Linked DNA regions of Sus scrofa: region 2 is linked to region 1. The links are chromatin contacts, called in public Hi-C maps. All regions are on one chromosome and are shown on one strand. The core of a region is the stretch at or near the end of the contact, and the rest is flanking DNA. Distances in the headings are between cores, read along the strand shown. Region 1 holds the start of TBL1XR1 (F-box-like/WD repeat-containing protein TBL1XR1). Region 2 overlaps LOC106505748 (a long non-coding RNA gene).

Evidence for each region. A called contact is a pair of places that touch in the nucleus more often than the background predicts.
Region 2: a Hi-C map of skeletal muscle shows a contact between it and region 1, with 4 times the contacts expected there. The contact joins the enhancer-like site here to the promoter of TBL1XR1 in region 1. A contact is called at or near these places in 1 of 5 promoter capture datasets (liver), 2 of 47 Hi-C or Micro-C datasets (psoas muscle and skeletal muscle) and 2 of 2 datasets of contacts at active chromatin or transcription factors (alveolar macrophages and skeletal muscle).

Annotation. Positions count from the first base shown.
Region 1 is chr13:115,486,629-115,489,852 of Sscrofa11.1, forward strand. It overlaps TBL1XR1 (F-box-like/WD repeat-containing protein TBL1XR1), which reads right to left and starts at 1,600. Exons shown (of 16, transcript XM_021071196.1): 1 at 1,320-1,600. It overlaps LOC106505748 (a long non-coding RNA gene), which reads left to right and starts at 934. Exons shown (of 8, transcript XR_002338112.1): 1 at 934-1,041.
Region 2 is chr13:115,953,392-115,957,106 of Sscrofa11.1, forward strand. The region is part of intron 2 of LOC106505748 (a long non-coding RNA gene); the gene reads left to right. Among named protein-coding and RNA genes, the nearest start is that of TBL1XR1, 470 kb to the left of the region's middle. Within about 2 kb of position 1,815, at least 1 of the 83 cell types and tissues checked has an H3K27ac peak or open chromatin away from gene starts, as enhancers often do. A contact at or near this core is called in skeletal muscle, where this site is marked.

The sequences.
Region 1 (3,224 bases), core at 350-2,849:
TCAACTTCCCTCAGTCAACTGTAAAATCACATATGTACTAAAACTCTTCACCTTGGTGCCTGCACAGTACACGGTTTTAAGTAAACTCCGGACACTGAGAAAGAGCAAGTTTTAAACTAGGTTCCAACACTTTTGTAAATTTTAATCACCAAATTATTTTCGACAATGTTATTAGATAACCTAAAAACGGGAGGGTTTTTTAAGAGCCATTACAACCAAAATTTCACGTGAAACACCATTTTCACAAACCTAAATTTATTCTCGGTTGCCACTGCAAAGTGATGCCTGTTTGAGCAAATTAGGAACTTCCAAAAATACTGAACACGTTAACACATGCATGGCTTCCCTTGAACTGCCATTTCAGATTAATATTTCACTTAAATAAAAGTCTGTTTCTGTTCAAAAAATGACATCGGTTGCAAAGAGGAAGTTACCAAGAAACCACCCTCACAACGTGGCCTTTACACTGTCAGAAAATAATGTGACTCTGAGCCACCCAAAACTTACCAGGAAGCTGGCAATAACTTTGCCAATTCTACACTTCTGAACCCAACTTCAAAGTGGCTCTATCAAATATCTTCTCCAGACGATAAAAAGCACTAAGTTACAAACAAACACGTCCAGGAGTGCGGCCCCGCCGCCGCGCGCCCCTCCCCCGCCCGCGCCCCCGCCCGGGACGCACGGCCCTAACAGCCACCCGCAGCCCCCCGCACGCCGGCCGGGGTCGCCGCGCCTGGGCCCGGGCCGCGCCGGGGGAGGGGAGCGGATTTCCATTGCTGCCTAAGGTTTAACAAAATAACACGCACAGTAGAGATCCCTCTCCCCTGCTAAAAATAGGCTATAAAGGAGTCGGCCTCATGATGGCTCCTTGATTCAATTTGCTGCACATTCCTTCCTGAAAGCCTCCCCCTATACAACACACACACACACACACACACACACACACACACACTCACACACAAAGGGGGTGTAAACGGATGAAGGGTGGAAGATGGGGAGAAGGCCGAGGTGCACATTTTCGGGGACAACAGCATAATAAGGGTGAGGATCCCCCGGGACCAGGAAAGGGTAGGGGGTGGGCAGGCACGTGAGCATTTCAAAGAAGCCTGAGAGAGCTAAAAGGGGGGATGGGGCACCCTAAATGCCTTTCCTTTCTCTCCCTCCCCCACCAAACCCCCAGCTCCCCGAAGGGCCAAGTTGAAAATGCACGTTCCACTTGAGCCCATCCCCCCGCCGGCCGGCGCCCCCGAACTACCTCCGCCCGCGCCCCCCGCCCCGGCCCGCAGCCCCCACCCCGGGGTCCGGCCCCCGGCGCTTACCTGGAAACGGTGGCCTCCGACGCGCTCCCCCCTCCCGGGAATGGAGGCACAAGGAAATTCCCCTCGTCGCCGCCGCCGCCGCCTCCAACCACCCCCAAAATAACCCCTCCGGGGGGTGAGAGGCAATTATAACCCCGGCAAGCGGAGGGCGCGGGGGATGGGCGCCGGGCGGGCGGGGGCGGGGAGCGCGGCGCGGGTCCCCAGGTGGCGAGCGGAGGTGCTCCCGCCGCGGGGGGAGGGGCGGGGGCGCACGCGGCCGGCGGCGGGGGGAGGCGGCGCGCGGGGGAAGGGCGCGAGCGGGGAGAGGAATTGAGGCAGAAGGTAAAAGCTGTTACTAAGGGAAAGAGCCAAACGGTTCGGAGCAGCCAACGGCTCAGACACTCAACACTGGGGAGAGAGGAATGGGGACCAGCCAGGCACAAATGAGCTCGCGAGGCCCGCGGCGGCGGCGGCGGCGGCGGCGGCGGCGGCCGCGCAGCAAAACAAACCCGAGCGGCCTGCGCCGGGCGGGCGCGCGGGGAGGGGCCGGCGGGGGAGGGGCGCCGCGGACGCGGGGAGGCGGTGGCGGCGCGGCTAGGGGGGCCTCTGCTGGCCCCGCTCCTCTCCCCGCCCGCCCGGGGCGGTGGCGCTGGGGGGGCTGGGCGGGTTCGGCGCAGCCTTTTAAAAAGAAAGAAAGACCCGCAGGCGCCCCGAGGCGCCACCGGGCCCGGACCGCCCCGCCCCCACCGCGGCGCGCGGCCGGGTGCGGAGAGGCCTGGGTGTTGGCCGCGCGGCTCAAGGCCCTGTGGGGGCGGGGATGCTCGCGCCGTCGCGAGGGGGGCATTGCTGGTAAACTTTCCTGGGTAGGCCGGCGTGGCCCCCGGGCACCCGGACGGCGCGGTGCGGCAGGTGGGCCATAACGCACGCAGGGAGCGTGTGCGGAGAGTACGGCGCAGGCATCATATGGACATGTGTTTGTGAGAAGATCTGCACGCACCTTTGTGTGCATAAATACATATGTTTCTCGGAAGCGTACCTGGAAAGGTGCTTTATCTGTAATAAGCGATTCTCAAAATGTAATCCAGAGCACAGGAACTGTACAGAAAACACGCACACAAGAAAAGGGTTTTGATACTAAACACAAAGCTGTAATTGAAGTGTTTATGCCCAAATGTACAGTGAATTAAACATATGGTGGTATTTATCGTCTGGTGGGTCTGTTTGAAAGGTTTGGTCGATCAATTCGCTTTTCACAAAAATAAAATAATGTAACTAAATGTTTACTAAATACATACTTCTAAGGCAGCATCGGCAGTACAAGTTTATCCACTTTGTGTACTTTTGCATGTGTGTAGCATATCAAGGCGGTTTATACAGTGTAACTTAGATGAGTGATGATGTGACAATATGAGAAAGGGAATGCAAGGGGTTATTTAAAAAAAGGGAAGCAAGCCACATTTTTTTTTTTAAACAAATGCGTTTATCTTTCTAAAGTCCTCAAAATCAGGGCTTGGGGTCTTCTAAGACCTTTGTATGAGCCTAGTGTATAACAAGCAGCTTACTCTTAAGATTAGGCCTAGAAGAAACCTTTTTATTGTTACTTTCGGTTATTCCTGTCTTTAAAGTAAAATAACATTTTCACAGCCTTTTTAGGTGAGGTGTTCTGTTTTCGTACTTTAATCACAATATTTGGAAATTGGTGTAGTCATTATTTTAAAGCAATAGTCTTTTTCTCTCAGTATCAGAGACCTAAATTTTCATACTTAAAAAAAAAGTTCATTCCAAGTAACTTTTACACATCTGGACTCTGGGTGGCCTAATAAGCTCAGTGATGAGACAGGTGTTTTTTTTTTGAGCAAAGTCAAAGGCTCCTGCCCCTGATGAGCCCTTTTTTTTTTTTTTTTTTTTTTTTTTTTTTTTTTTTTT
Region 2 (3,715 bases), core at 565-3,064, 470 kb after region 1:
TCCCCAGGTTTCAGGATCATTATCCTTCTTTGCTTGATGTCCAACATCTCGGGAACTAGTCTTTCCAGAGTTTTAAGTGGAAGGATACACTTGGTCCTTATTATTTTATCTTTGTCATAATATGTAGTAATAATTATATACTGTTCATGTTCATTATACACAAAGCTACTTCTCATGTGTTATTTTTCCCTAGAACTTGCAAATAGAACTCTCTTCTGTAAGCAAAAATAATCAGATCAAGCACACAACAGATTAATTTAGTCATCCTTAAAAATAACCCCATTAGAGAATGGTTGGGAAGTAAGTTATTAGAGAAGGCTTGGGGAGTACACAGGTCAAATCAACATCGCTATAGTATATCCTCAGAAATTAATGGTAACTGAAGAGGCTACAAAATGATGAATTAAAGTATAACCTGTATATCTGAAGTATTTATTAATCATATTTATTTACTATGATCTGCTATCTATGCCTTTGGCCCTAGATTTGTAATCTCCTTGACGGCAAGGGCATGATTCTTTCCCCTCTCTTTTTAAATCTAGCATCTAGCATGGGGCATAAGAATGTTTTAAAAACATCTCAGATAACACTAATGTACAACCACGTGACTTTTAATATACCTACATGCTGAATAGCATTAAATGAAGTAATAGTTCACATAAGAAACACTCCACTTCAAACTGTGGCAATCACAAAAATTTTTTTTCATTCAGTGAGTATTTACTAAAGACTTTCTATGTACTCAGCACTGAACAGGGGTCCAGTAGGTACAGAACAAATATAAGGTATGTTCACTGTTTTCAGAATGCTTATCATCTAGCTGGGAAACAAAACAAATACATGTGAAACAATCGAGCAAAAGCATAAGCTGTGGATAATTAGCTCCCGAATGAAGTGGACTGACTTATAGTCTATAAAAATTCAGTAAAGCAGAAAATCAGTGTAGGCTAAGGTAGTCAAAGCAGACTTCTCAGAAGAATTGGTATTTGTCCTCAAATAAAATATTCTGAAAGTACTGGAAAATGGAAATTCTTACCTGCTAGAGTCAGATCTTTTCTTCCTTATTTTAAGATGGATCAATGGAAAATTTGAGAATAGTTTATAGAATATAGCTGATGTTAATGATTTTTATAAAATGTTTCAGTGGTCAAATTACTAGTCCTTTAATGTCTGGAAATTCTGCTGTTGGCAATTTAAAAATGTTTTTTTTTTTTCCGCTCATAGAAGTGTATCTGATACCATTATTATTATTGTTGTTTTATTTGAGATGAAAAGGGATGGATATCTAACATCTATAACTAATTTTTAAGTGTTTTTATATTTTGGAAATCCAAGAAAGTTTTGCCAAAACACATTTATTTTCAACATGTGCATTAATTAAATGGAAGTATTTAGTCCACATTTTCCTGATTTATTTGACCTAAATAGTACTTTATGAAAACTATTCAACTTTTGAAAGGTATTTAGCATTTCAAAAAGGTTTTAGGCCAGTTGGTTGATTGGTCTCTCTGTCTGTCTATCTATCTATCTATCTCTATCTTATCTATCTATTGGAAAATCAAGAAATCTTTCCAGGGATAGGTTCAATTAGAAATCCAAAAGACCAGATCATAAATGCAAGCAGAGCCCTCCTCTTACCTCCATTTCCATTTCCCACCCTAAATGGCATTTGTAAGCCTTGTTTGGAGGCCCTTACCTTCTCCGACAATGGTAAATGGAGGCCTTTTTAAAATAGAATTAGTGGTGCAGCACATCTTGTTCAAGGAACAGCAGTGTTTGTCTAATTCCCAAAGCAGCTGTCTGAGTTGCTTGCCCCCAAGTTGCCTTTGGACAGAAGTAAACAAACATGGACATCCAATAGCGTATATTTGAAACCGACCTCCGAGGCCATCTATTTTAAGCAGATTGTAATTTTGCAAAAGGCATGGCCCCATTCCAAATGTTTATTTAGTGTTGAATGGTCTCCAACTGGCTGGTTGGTCTGCTTTTTTTTTTTTTTTTTTTTTTTTTTAAATGGTGTTGAAAACATTAAGAAAGATACCAATAATAGATGCTGGATTTGCACTCATCTCAGTATACAACAATTCATTTTGTTTGGTGCCAGAACAAAATTTTACTATAGGGAGAGACAGGCAAATAAGTCTGGCTATGTGGTAGCTGGTTTCGTGGCAACCACTATTATTTCTACCCTTCACACCCCAATATTAACCTTGTTTAGGGAAAAGCCTTGTAAGTCTCTGCCAGCACAATTCTTTTTCATAGAATGCATACTGAGGGCAAAACATTGGGCTAAGCTTTCTGCACATAAACTCCTTTTGTCCCCACAATGACCATAAGCAGCAGGTATTATTACTCTCATTTTAGAGATGAGGAAAGTGCACTTCAGAGACCTTCAGCTGTAAGTTTGAAGTGCAGATTAGACCCAAGATTTGTCTGATTCCAGAAGTTAAGCTCATTTTATTTCATGAAAGATCCATATTAATTAGATTCCCCTACCCATTGTATGTGCTTATGCTATAGCTATTCTTTTTCCTTCTATCTATTCTGATATGAATTTTGGCTCCAGGATGTGACAAAATGGATGCCTAGGGATGCATCGTCTATTCTTTCGTAAGTGGTTGCATTAATTGTTCAAGTGCAAAAGAAAGAGCCCTTCAGGGGATTATATATGTGGCCATATTTTCCTTACACATATTTAGAAAGAAAACTGAAAAATCAAAACCAAAACCAAAAAAATCTACAGTGGTCTTTCTTGCATGTCATTCATCACACTTGCCTTTGTGCATCAAATGTCAATTTGCTCATAGGAGAGAGCTTTTAAAGAAAACCTTGGGTTAAAAAGAGCTGTGGCTTAAATTAAAGGCACCATTGGCTGCTGAAATTGGTCCTTAGGTGCAGAAGGGAGATTTACTTAGCCTTGTTCTCTTACCCAGCTTTGTGTCTTTTTCACTGAGGCAGATGAATAATCAGGCAGCTCTGAGGACCTTTTGTACCTAACATCTAGAGTCACCTCCAAATGGCAAAACATTGTAAACAAAAATACCAAGTGTTCCTGTAATTACAAGTCACTTCCTTCTCTGTGTATCATCTTGGGATTACTTTCACAGCCACAAAGTTCTGCCTCAGTGCAAGCCTTTTCCTCTAAGCAGCACTTTTAGGAACTTGAGGAATGCTGAAGGTAGGGAGAAATTTTAGAAGATCTAGATTCTAATTAACTTTTCCTCTAATTAACTGTCACTGTCCCTTTGTCAATGCAACTGAGACTCTCAAAGATAAAGGGAGGTGCTGAGGATGGCAGCAGCCCTAGTCCAAAAGGCTCACAGAATTCTTCCCCTTCCCAAGATTTTCAGGTGACAATCATCCTAGGAATATGGATGGCATGAGAGGAAAGGGGAGGAGTGGTGATTAGATAAACATAAATTGGATGTTATCTTTCTCCACAGAACCAAATATCTTCCTCTTATATTAGTTAATACCCTTACTCAGCATCTCCATGATGCCACTGCCTTTCTTTCCATGACATTGAATGGTTCACCACTGGGTAAATGATGATTACATTTTCAGTGTGACAGTCAGCTTTTCCTGTTTCTTTCTTCTCTTCTCTGCTCTTTTTCATCCAAATAGGCTTATCTTCCCCATATCCCTGGAAAAGATTTTCCAGTTTCCAGGCCACTGTTCATTGTGCCTGCATTATCTAGGAATGCTCAGTTCTTTC